Linked DNA regions of Mus musculus: region 2 is linked to region 1. Evidence: chromatin contacts called from public HiChIP or PLAC-seq data. All regions are on one chromosome and are shown on one strand. The core of a region is the stretch at or near the end of the contact, and the rest is flanking DNA. Distances in the headings are between cores, read along the strand shown.

Region 1 (4,040 bases), core at 188-2,687:
TGTAGGAAATTAATCCCATGGTTACTGGAAATTGTCTCCCTCCCTTAAAAGAAAAAAAAATTTTTTTTGGTTTTTATTTTTTTTTTTTTTAAGATTTTTTGGAAAGTATTTTTAAGGTAATAGTTTTTCCTTTGGAAAAAGAAATCTTTCCCCCGCCTAACCTAAGCAAGTGGAGTTGCCACTACCTAAATTTCTCTATATTGTTTTGCTAAGAGGTAGATTAAAACCAAAAGTGAAACAGGCTTCTATAAGGAGGTCATTTAGGGGTGGGGAGGGCTAGGGCACCTGGCGGTGGTCAACTACAAAGGTGGCCTGAGCGAGCCTGGTAGACTGGACCAGGCCCCAGGGCAGAAGGATCCTGCTCTATCTCAGAGCGCGCCCCCTCCCCCCATACACACACACACCTCCCGAGGGGACTCAGTGGAGGCAGAGGATCTTGAAGAAACCCTGTTGAAGAGGCCCCGGTTCCCAAGTTAGGAGCTGACTAGGGGATTCCAGGCCGGACCCAGAACCACCCTCCATCCAGCTCTCTAGGGAAGGAGCCCATTCCTTTCCTCACATCAAGCTTAAGCTTAAGCTCTGAGAGAGAGGGGGAGGAGCTGGAGTGAAGGGATGAGAGAGTGGGGGAGGAGAGCAGAAAAGGGGATGGGGTGGGGGGGAGGGGACACGAGATGACGGAACCCTGCCAACCCGACCAATGTGAGTGGGGACCCGGGCAAGCCTGCCCGATCCCCATGACAAACCTAGTGTGGCATAAGCCAAAACTCTCTCCTGGCTGGGATTCATCCCCGAGGCATGAGTCCCTGCCCTCATCTCCAATCTTACTGTGAGGACTGAGGTAGTTCATCCATTTATACTCGTAGTATTCATCATCTGTGATTATGAAAAACACACGCTCCAGGAGCATCCTGCTATTTAAGAAAAACAAATTCTCTTCTTTTGTCAGTCCATAGTCACCCATTTGAGGGCATCCGTAATGATACCACATCAGGCCGTGCAGGGTTGAGGCTTTGGCCTAGCCTCTAGACCATGAAGCATGTGGCCTGTCCCGGATCTTGAACCCTCACTGAGATGTATCCAAAGGAAAGAAACACCATGTTTCAGCTGGTATTACTCTATGTATGTCTGAATACAAGAACAACATTCTGCACCTAAACCATTGAGTATCTGGAAGGAAAATGGCTTTTACATCCCCTGGCATTGATGAGGGGGTCTCTTCCTGCAATGTCCTGCCAAGCTGGTCTCCTTCTATTGGTTTTCAACAAACAGGCAAAAACAGTTGTGTGGTCTGAATGGCAAAGCCACTAGGATCTCCCCCAGGAGCACTTAGGACAAGGAAAGGCGACCTCGTCCCGAGAGAGGGGGAGAAGAGTTGCCTAAATCGACAGCTCCTCCTGGGGCTCAGTTAGGCTTGGCGCCCTCTGGGGCTGAGGTAGTTAATAGCACTGCTGGTTCCCAGTTTGGCAGAGGGTGTCTGGGAAGGGAGGAGGGGAAGGCACCCTTGAGAGCTAACTGAGGCCCCTCCTCACTGCCAGTCTGCCAGGCCTGAAGGGAACTCCACGGTGCCATCTCTGCAGTGGGGACAGGGGAGGAGAGCAGTCCCACAGGGAGCCCAAGAGTCCCTCCTTCCCCAAAGTGCAACAGGACCCCCTTTTCCCTGCTCCCTAGCCCTGGGCAAGCACCACACCCCAATCCCCCAGGAACTTAACAAGAGTGGTGCTTGTCTTTAGTGTAGTCTCCAGGACCCTCCCCCTCACAGACAGGCCTAGGAGATGTAGAAAGATGGCCGGCCACTGCTTTGTCTTAGAAACAGCCTCTCAGCCTCTGTCTGTCTGTCTGTCTTTGGCACAAAGGAAAACGGACATACAGAACCAACTGGAACATCCTGTCCCAGCATCCTCGGGGTTTTGACATGGTGTCTCCAGCCAATAGCGAGGCAGGAGTTTTCCCCAAAAGCGGAGAGTTTAGGGAAATGAAAGACAGAAAGGACCGGAAAGAGTCAAAGGCCACACGACTTCCCTCGTACCTAGACCTCCTTCCAGCAACTAAGTCCACAAACTGCAAAAGGCAACCAGACCCCAGAGGGGGTTAAAGCCACTGCGGTGTAAGCGGCAGATGCAGCTTCAAAGTCAGTCAGTGAGTCAAACCATTTGGCTTTTTATGTGTTTCCAAGAATTTAAAAAATAGACCCAAGAGATGATCCTTTCATTCATAAAACTACGTGTGTAGTGCACACACACACACCTCTATACATAGACCTCTGAGCACAGAAGCAGTTTCTTCTAAAGGTTGCTTTTCTCAACTGTCCAAATATCCCAAGTGCTTTTTGTAATAATTTGCCATCTTACCTAGGACAGGGTTTGGAAAAAAAAAAAAAAAGAGGTGACAAGCAGGGTAAGGAGCTGCCCTAAGATCTGGCCTTTGAGTCACCAGACAACCCAAATAAGCCAGGCTCTCCCTTCCTGCTGACCTCTGCCCCTAGTCCATATTCTTACTTTCATTAGGAAGCCAACTTTCACAATCTTGCTGCTGGGCAAATCCAGCCATGAGTGGAACCTTGCCTAGTCCATGTAAGTTTTCAGGTCCCTTGTCACACATGTTCTGATCTCTTCTGGGAGCTCAATCAGCTAAAGGGAAGGACTTGGACTTAAGGTGTGAAGGGGGCAGGTCCCCAAGGAACAGACGCTCCAGCAATCTCATTCCAGGTACTATGGGATCCCCCCATGGTCACTTGAACCAGGTATCAAAGCATGCTTGCTGCAAGAAATCCACTTGAAATCACTAAATGGCCGATGTCTGAACATTGTCTGCTTTGAATGGGAACAAAGCACATAGAGCCAGGTGGGAAGCTTAATTCTACTGGCCTGTTACATCCTAAAGACTGTTTCTCTCTTTGGACTAAATGGTCTGGAGCCTATGAGAGACCGTGGCTGTGATGGGGACCAAGTGGTAAGACCCTGTCCCAACCACACTCAGCATTTCCTCTTCCTCCTCTTGGCTACCCACCACTCTAAAACCAAGAATGCCCTAACAGGTCCACTTTTAGAATGAAGCAGATCAACCTAAGGAGGCAGGGAGACGGGGAGGGCAGTTATGGAGGGTCCGCTGGCCTTGTGGTCTATGCAGAATGACACAGACAAGAACAAGGTGGGGTGGGAATGAAACAATAACCAAAAAATCATCAGGAAAAGCACTGTAATGACAAACCAGGTGGCCCGATGGGAACAGAGTGGCCTTGTCTTTCCCATAAACGGAGTCTTGGCTCCCATATTTTTAAAGAAATACAGGTTTCTTTTAAAACAGTATTATTTTTTAGTTATTATTTCTTTCCTCGATAAAACGGAGGCAATATCATAAAATAACAGCACCGCTGGTGGGAAGAGCCGGCTAAGGTACTGTCTCACCAGAGGGGAGGAGGGGTGCCCACAGTTTGACCCCCAAGGGCTAAAGCTCTGCTAGATCTTAAATCCTACTTCAAGGTCAGAGTCTAGAACCCAGGGAGGACCTGGGCTCCTTGGAGTTTTCCACTTCACCATGGCCTCCTCCCCTGGATCCAGGCCCCAACCCCCACCTTTCCCCCACAGGGCCTTTTCTCCACAGAGCCCCAAAAGAGTTACTGGCTCATGTTTTAAGAAATTATGAAACATAACTTTCTCATTTTTTCTTTTCATTAAAAAAATAAAATATTCAAGACTATCAGCTTCTCTTTTGCTTCGCTTTTCTTTTTTTTTATATAAAATATCAGCAAGCCGCAAAAAAAAAAAAAAAAAAATTAAAAAAAAGAAAGAAAATTAAAAACCAGGATTTAGGGAACAAAAGGAAAACCATTGCTGAGGTAACTTCACACCTTGAGGTAGTTTACTTCGCACAGCACTGCCTGACTCCGCCCACACGTCACGGTAGCTTTGTCACTGTTGTCCTTGCAATATCAGGAAGCGGGGACCCCGAGCACAGGCAGAGAGGCCTTCCTTTCTTCCCAGCACACTTGACAGCATTGTCCAGGGTAGCTAAAGTGCATCACCTGGCTAATATGCATTACA
Region 2 (4,356 bases), core at 95-2,594, 150 kb after region 1:
TGCATGATAAGTAAGCTACAAAGACCTGATAGTTACAGGGCTGGAGAGTTGGCTCAATGGTTAAGAGGTCTTCCAGAGGATCTAGGTTTAATTTCCAGCAACTGCAAGGCAGCTTACAACTATCTATCCAGTTTGAGGACATGACACCCTCACAGACATACATGCATACAAGCAAAACGCCAATGCACATAATATAACAATTTCAAAAAGAAAAGACCTAGTGTATAAAATGTGTAGCCCTGGATGTCCTGGAACTCCCTGAGGTAGACAAACTGACCTTTGTCTACAATTTACAGAGATCCACCTGCCTCTGCCTCTGCCTCTCAAGTGCTACCAAGTGCTGAGATTAAAGGCATGAACTAACAACCGCCTGGTAAATGAAGTCCTTTGTTATATGAGTTTTTTCTTTTGCAAAAAATAAGAAAAAGGGCTCAGAGGTTGAGCACTGTCTGCTCTTCCAGAGGTCATGAGTTCAATTCCCAGCAACCACAGGGTGGCTCACAACCATCTGTACTGAGGACTAGTGCCCTCTCCTGGCTTGCAGGCATAAATGCAAGCAGAATACCGTGCACTTAATAAATAAATACATCTTGGGGCTGGATAGATGGCTCAATGGTTAAGAGCACTAACTGTTCTTTCAAAGGTCCTGAGTTCAAATCCCAGCAACCACATGGTGGCTCACAACCATCTCTAATAAGATCTGATGCCCTCTTCTGGTGCACCTGAAGACAGCTACAGTGTACTTAGATATAATAAATCTTAAAAACAACAACAACAACAACAAACAACAACAAAAACAGACGGGTCCTCCCCAAAGTTTAAAAAAAAATAAGAAAAAGTCTGTTAAGTTATAATATAACATCTCAAAATTATTCTTCTAAGCTCCATCCATGGTCACCTGAGGCACTGACAACTTTTCCACTTGGGCTGCCTAGAGCAACCTACAGTTACAGGACACAAGTGGCCAGAGCCCTGGAAGGCCATGGTGGGTGACACAGCAAGGCTAGGTTTGGAACCTCAGCACACTGGGGTGATGGGTCTGGGTACCACCGCGAACCCATACATAGGGCCACTGCTGCAGGACCCTGACTCCTGTCAGAGACGAACCCAACAGGTCTGGTCTCTGGAAAAACCAGCCAGAATTTCTCAGGACTCGAAAGGGGTCCCACGCCCTCCCAAACCCACTGTGGGTAATCGGAGCACTCCAAGACGGCCTAGGGTGATGCCGAAGCCCCCACACCCTGCCCTGCCTGTAGACCCTGTCTCAAGGTCTGAATTCCGGGATCCAAGGGCTCAATTGCACCCCTTAAGGTACTCACCAGGAACAGCAGCCAGCAGCACTAGCGCTGGGAAAGGCGGGTGGGCGAGTTTAAGGACTGAAGGGATGGGCAGGCCCGGCCCACTGAGTCACAAACCCCGCCCTTGCCGCGGGACAGCTGGGACATTTAGTGCCTTTTTTGAAGAGCTGGATTTGCCTTTTTTATCACCCCGATGGCAAACTGGTTTTTTGTTGTTGTTCTTGTTTGTGTTTATATTTTAATTTGCTCAAAGCTCATATCCTTGAAAGGGCATTGAGAGTTCATCTAGGGCTGAGCGGAGGTGGCACATGCTTTTAATCCTACCACTCTGGAGGCAGAGGCAGAGGCAGGCGGATTTCTGAGTTCGAGGACAGCCTGGTCTACAGCGTGAGTTCCAGGACAGCCAGGGCTACACAGAGAAACCCTGTCTCAAAAAACCAAAAAGAAAAAAAAAAAAAAAAAAAACCCAAAAAAACCAAAAACCAAAACACTTTGGTCACTAATAGTCCTATAGCTGCAGATCAGACTCTGGCATTTTAGTCTGATACACACACACACACTTGGTAGTAGATACCTCTAATTCCAGTTTTTAAGCACAGGAACACAAGGTCAGCAGTTCAGGGTTAGATTTGGTCGCCAACCAAGTTTGAAGTCAGCCTGGACTATCTGAGACCTTGTCTATTAAAAAAATAATGCTCACTCCTGTCCTGAAAGAAAATCTGTTAAACTCCTTTTTGGGTCTTCTGTGACTTGACTCAGAAAGTCTTTTTTTTTTTTTTTTAATCCCCATTTTATATGTATGAGGGGCCAGCTTTGAATTTATGGAGAGAAAGTTGCCCTTGTGCTCTAGAGCTTTCTGGTATCCTCAGGTCCTGAAGGAAAAGGCATGTGACTTCTTCATTAAAAGTCTCTTTACTGTAGACACAGAATGAGCAGAGTCTCCCTCCCCTTCAATCTTTCTTTTTCTTTTCATGTTTTTGTTTTGTTTTGTTTTAAGACAGGGTTTCTCTGTGTAGCCCTGGCTGTCCTGGAACTCACTCTGTAGACCAAGCTGGTCTCGAACTCAGAAATCTGCCTGCCTCTGCCTCCCAAGTGCTGGGATTAAAGGCCTGTGCCACCACTGCCTGAATTGTGTGATTCTTATCACAAGCATGACTTTGAACTCAAGGCAGTCCTCCTGCCTCAGGCTTTCAGGTGCAAGGATTACAGATGTGAAACACCACCATGGCTGCTACCTTTATTTTTTTTTGTAATTACCCATAGGAGCTGGGCAATGGTGGCGCATGCCATGTACAGAGAAACCCTGTCTCAAAACAAAGCAAAACAAACAAAAATTACCCAGAGGATACCAAATGCACGTTGCCTATGGAAGATTAAGTTCCGAAAAGTCCCTTCCCTTCTCAAAGGCGTTCCGAGCGTTTGAATCTGGAAGAAATGCTCTGTATCACATAACCAGAACATTCATGCTTCTGAAGTACTTTTAGATTTAAGACAGGGAAAGAAACATTCTAATTCTGCCTTCTAGGAACATCTTGGGTACCCTCCTGCAGACTCTCTGAGTGCCTCTTCCAATGTCTGAGAATATCAGATTGGTAAAATGGTTCCATCAGAGAATCACTTGTTGCACAATCCCAGGGACCCAAATTCTATCCCAAAGTCCAAGGAAAGGCAGAGAAAGAAAACCAACAGGGCAAAGCAGCCTGCTGATCTGCATGGGCACAGCGCTACCAACCCTTCACCTATTATCATGAACTCACAGGCACACACTCTATTAACAATGAACAAATTTTAATTTTTGAAAATAAGATTTGAGAAAATTAAGGTCTTTCTGCACAAACCTAGGCAAAAGGATGTCAAATCTATTAAGATTGAGAAAATAGCTGAGCCGGGTGGTAGTGGCAGTGGTGGCACACACCTTTGATCCCAGCACTCAGGAGGCAGAGGCAGATGGATCTCTGTGAGTTCGAGGCCAGGCTGGTCTACAGAGTGAATTCCAGGACAGCCAGGAAACCTGCCCCCTCCCCCCCAAAAAGGCAAGGAAGACTTGCCAATCAGGATCATACATGCCTATAATTTTGGCACTAGGGAGGCAGAGGCAGAAGGATCTTTGAAAGTTTGAGGTAGCCTGGTCTATACTGTAGTAGAATTTTTGAAGAGCCATTGCACCTGGCTTTTACTCCTGAGTGAAGGCAACATAACCTTGAGGTAATTGGCTTGCAAATAACCAGTGATTGTTATCTGAGATTCTAGGGCTTGCTTTCCTTAGGAATTTTCAGTCTCTTAGCACATAACTGCAGTCACTGGACATTCTTTGAATAAGTAGAAGCTGAATAATGACTGGTTTTGTTTAGATAATGGTTGCTTTAGAAACTGCCTAGATCAGATAAGATATTTTAGCCTTGCAGAATTGACTTGCTAAAAGACCTTTTATGTAACAATCAAAAATCTGCGCTCTGCTGAAAATGTCCTCTTTCTGCTTGTCTGGAGTAGCCCAGAATACCACTCTGTATAATCAGTTCTGGGCCAACCCGAGTTACAAAGGGAGTCCTTGCCTCAAAACCAAACCAAAACCGGAGGCTGGAGACCTGGCTCAGTGGTTTAGCATATTTGCTCTTGTAGAGACTGGGTCTGATTCTCAGCACCTGCATGGTAGGTCACAAGCTATCTGTAACTGCAGTTCTAATGGATGCCTACTGCTTACTTCCTTGACATCCTCTTTTGACTGTCTTGAGAACCAGGCCTGCAAATGCTGTCTAGACAACATAGAGAGGCAATACACTCACAATAATTAAATAATAGGTTTAATTAACATTCTTTCCCTTTTTTGCCATACCCCATGTGACTCGGTCTTGGAACCCTGACTGGAGGCAGTGAGAAAACGAGAGCGGACAGAAGTCCAGACCATGCATAGAGAAGCTGCGGTCAGGTGGGCTGTGTGAACTCTGATGGAGCACCCCAACACCACCCCAGAACCTCAGGATGTTTATTAGGGTCATCCCAGAGGCAGGAGTTATTGGGTCTCTGTAGGAGGTGAACAGTCTCAGGCTGTAAATGTCGG

Evidence for each region. HiChIP or PLAC-seq counts read pairs in DNA pulled down with a chosen protein or histone mark.
Region 2: a contact with region 1 is called in an H3K27ac HiChIP or PLAC-seq map of embryonic stem cells, with 6 read pairs. The contact joins the promoter of Calcoco2 here to the enhancer-like site in region 1. A contact is called at or near these places in 3 of 39 promoter capture datasets (pre-B cells, second pharyngeal arch cranial neural crest and stem cell-derived epiblast-like cells), 4 of 484 Hi-C or Micro-C datasets (the CH12 cell line, differentiating embryonic stem cells, frontal cortex and 1 more), 1 of 115 datasets of contacts at active chromatin or transcription factors (embryonic stem cells) and 1 of 9 other capture datasets (pancreatic islet).

What each region holds. Positions count from the first base shown.
Region 1 is chr11:95,957,929-95,961,968 of GRCm38.p6, forward strand. It overlaps Igf2bp1 (insulin-like growth factor 2 mRNA binding protein 1), which reads right to left. Exons shown (of 15, transcript NM_009951.4): 15 at 1-4,040. Among named protein-coding and RNA genes, the nearest start is that of Mir3063, 3.4 kb to the right of the region's middle. Within about 2 kb of position 1,438, at least 8 of the 459 cell types and tissues checked have an H3K27ac peak or open chromatin away from gene starts, as enhancers often do. A contact at or near this core is called in differentiating embryonic stem cells and embryonic stem cells, where this site is marked.
Region 2 is chr11:96,110,618-96,114,973 of GRCm38.p6, forward strand. Calcoco2 (calcium binding and coiled-coil domain 2) reads right to left here and starts at 1,345. Exons shown (of 6, transcript NM_001271018.1): 1 at 1,320-1,345.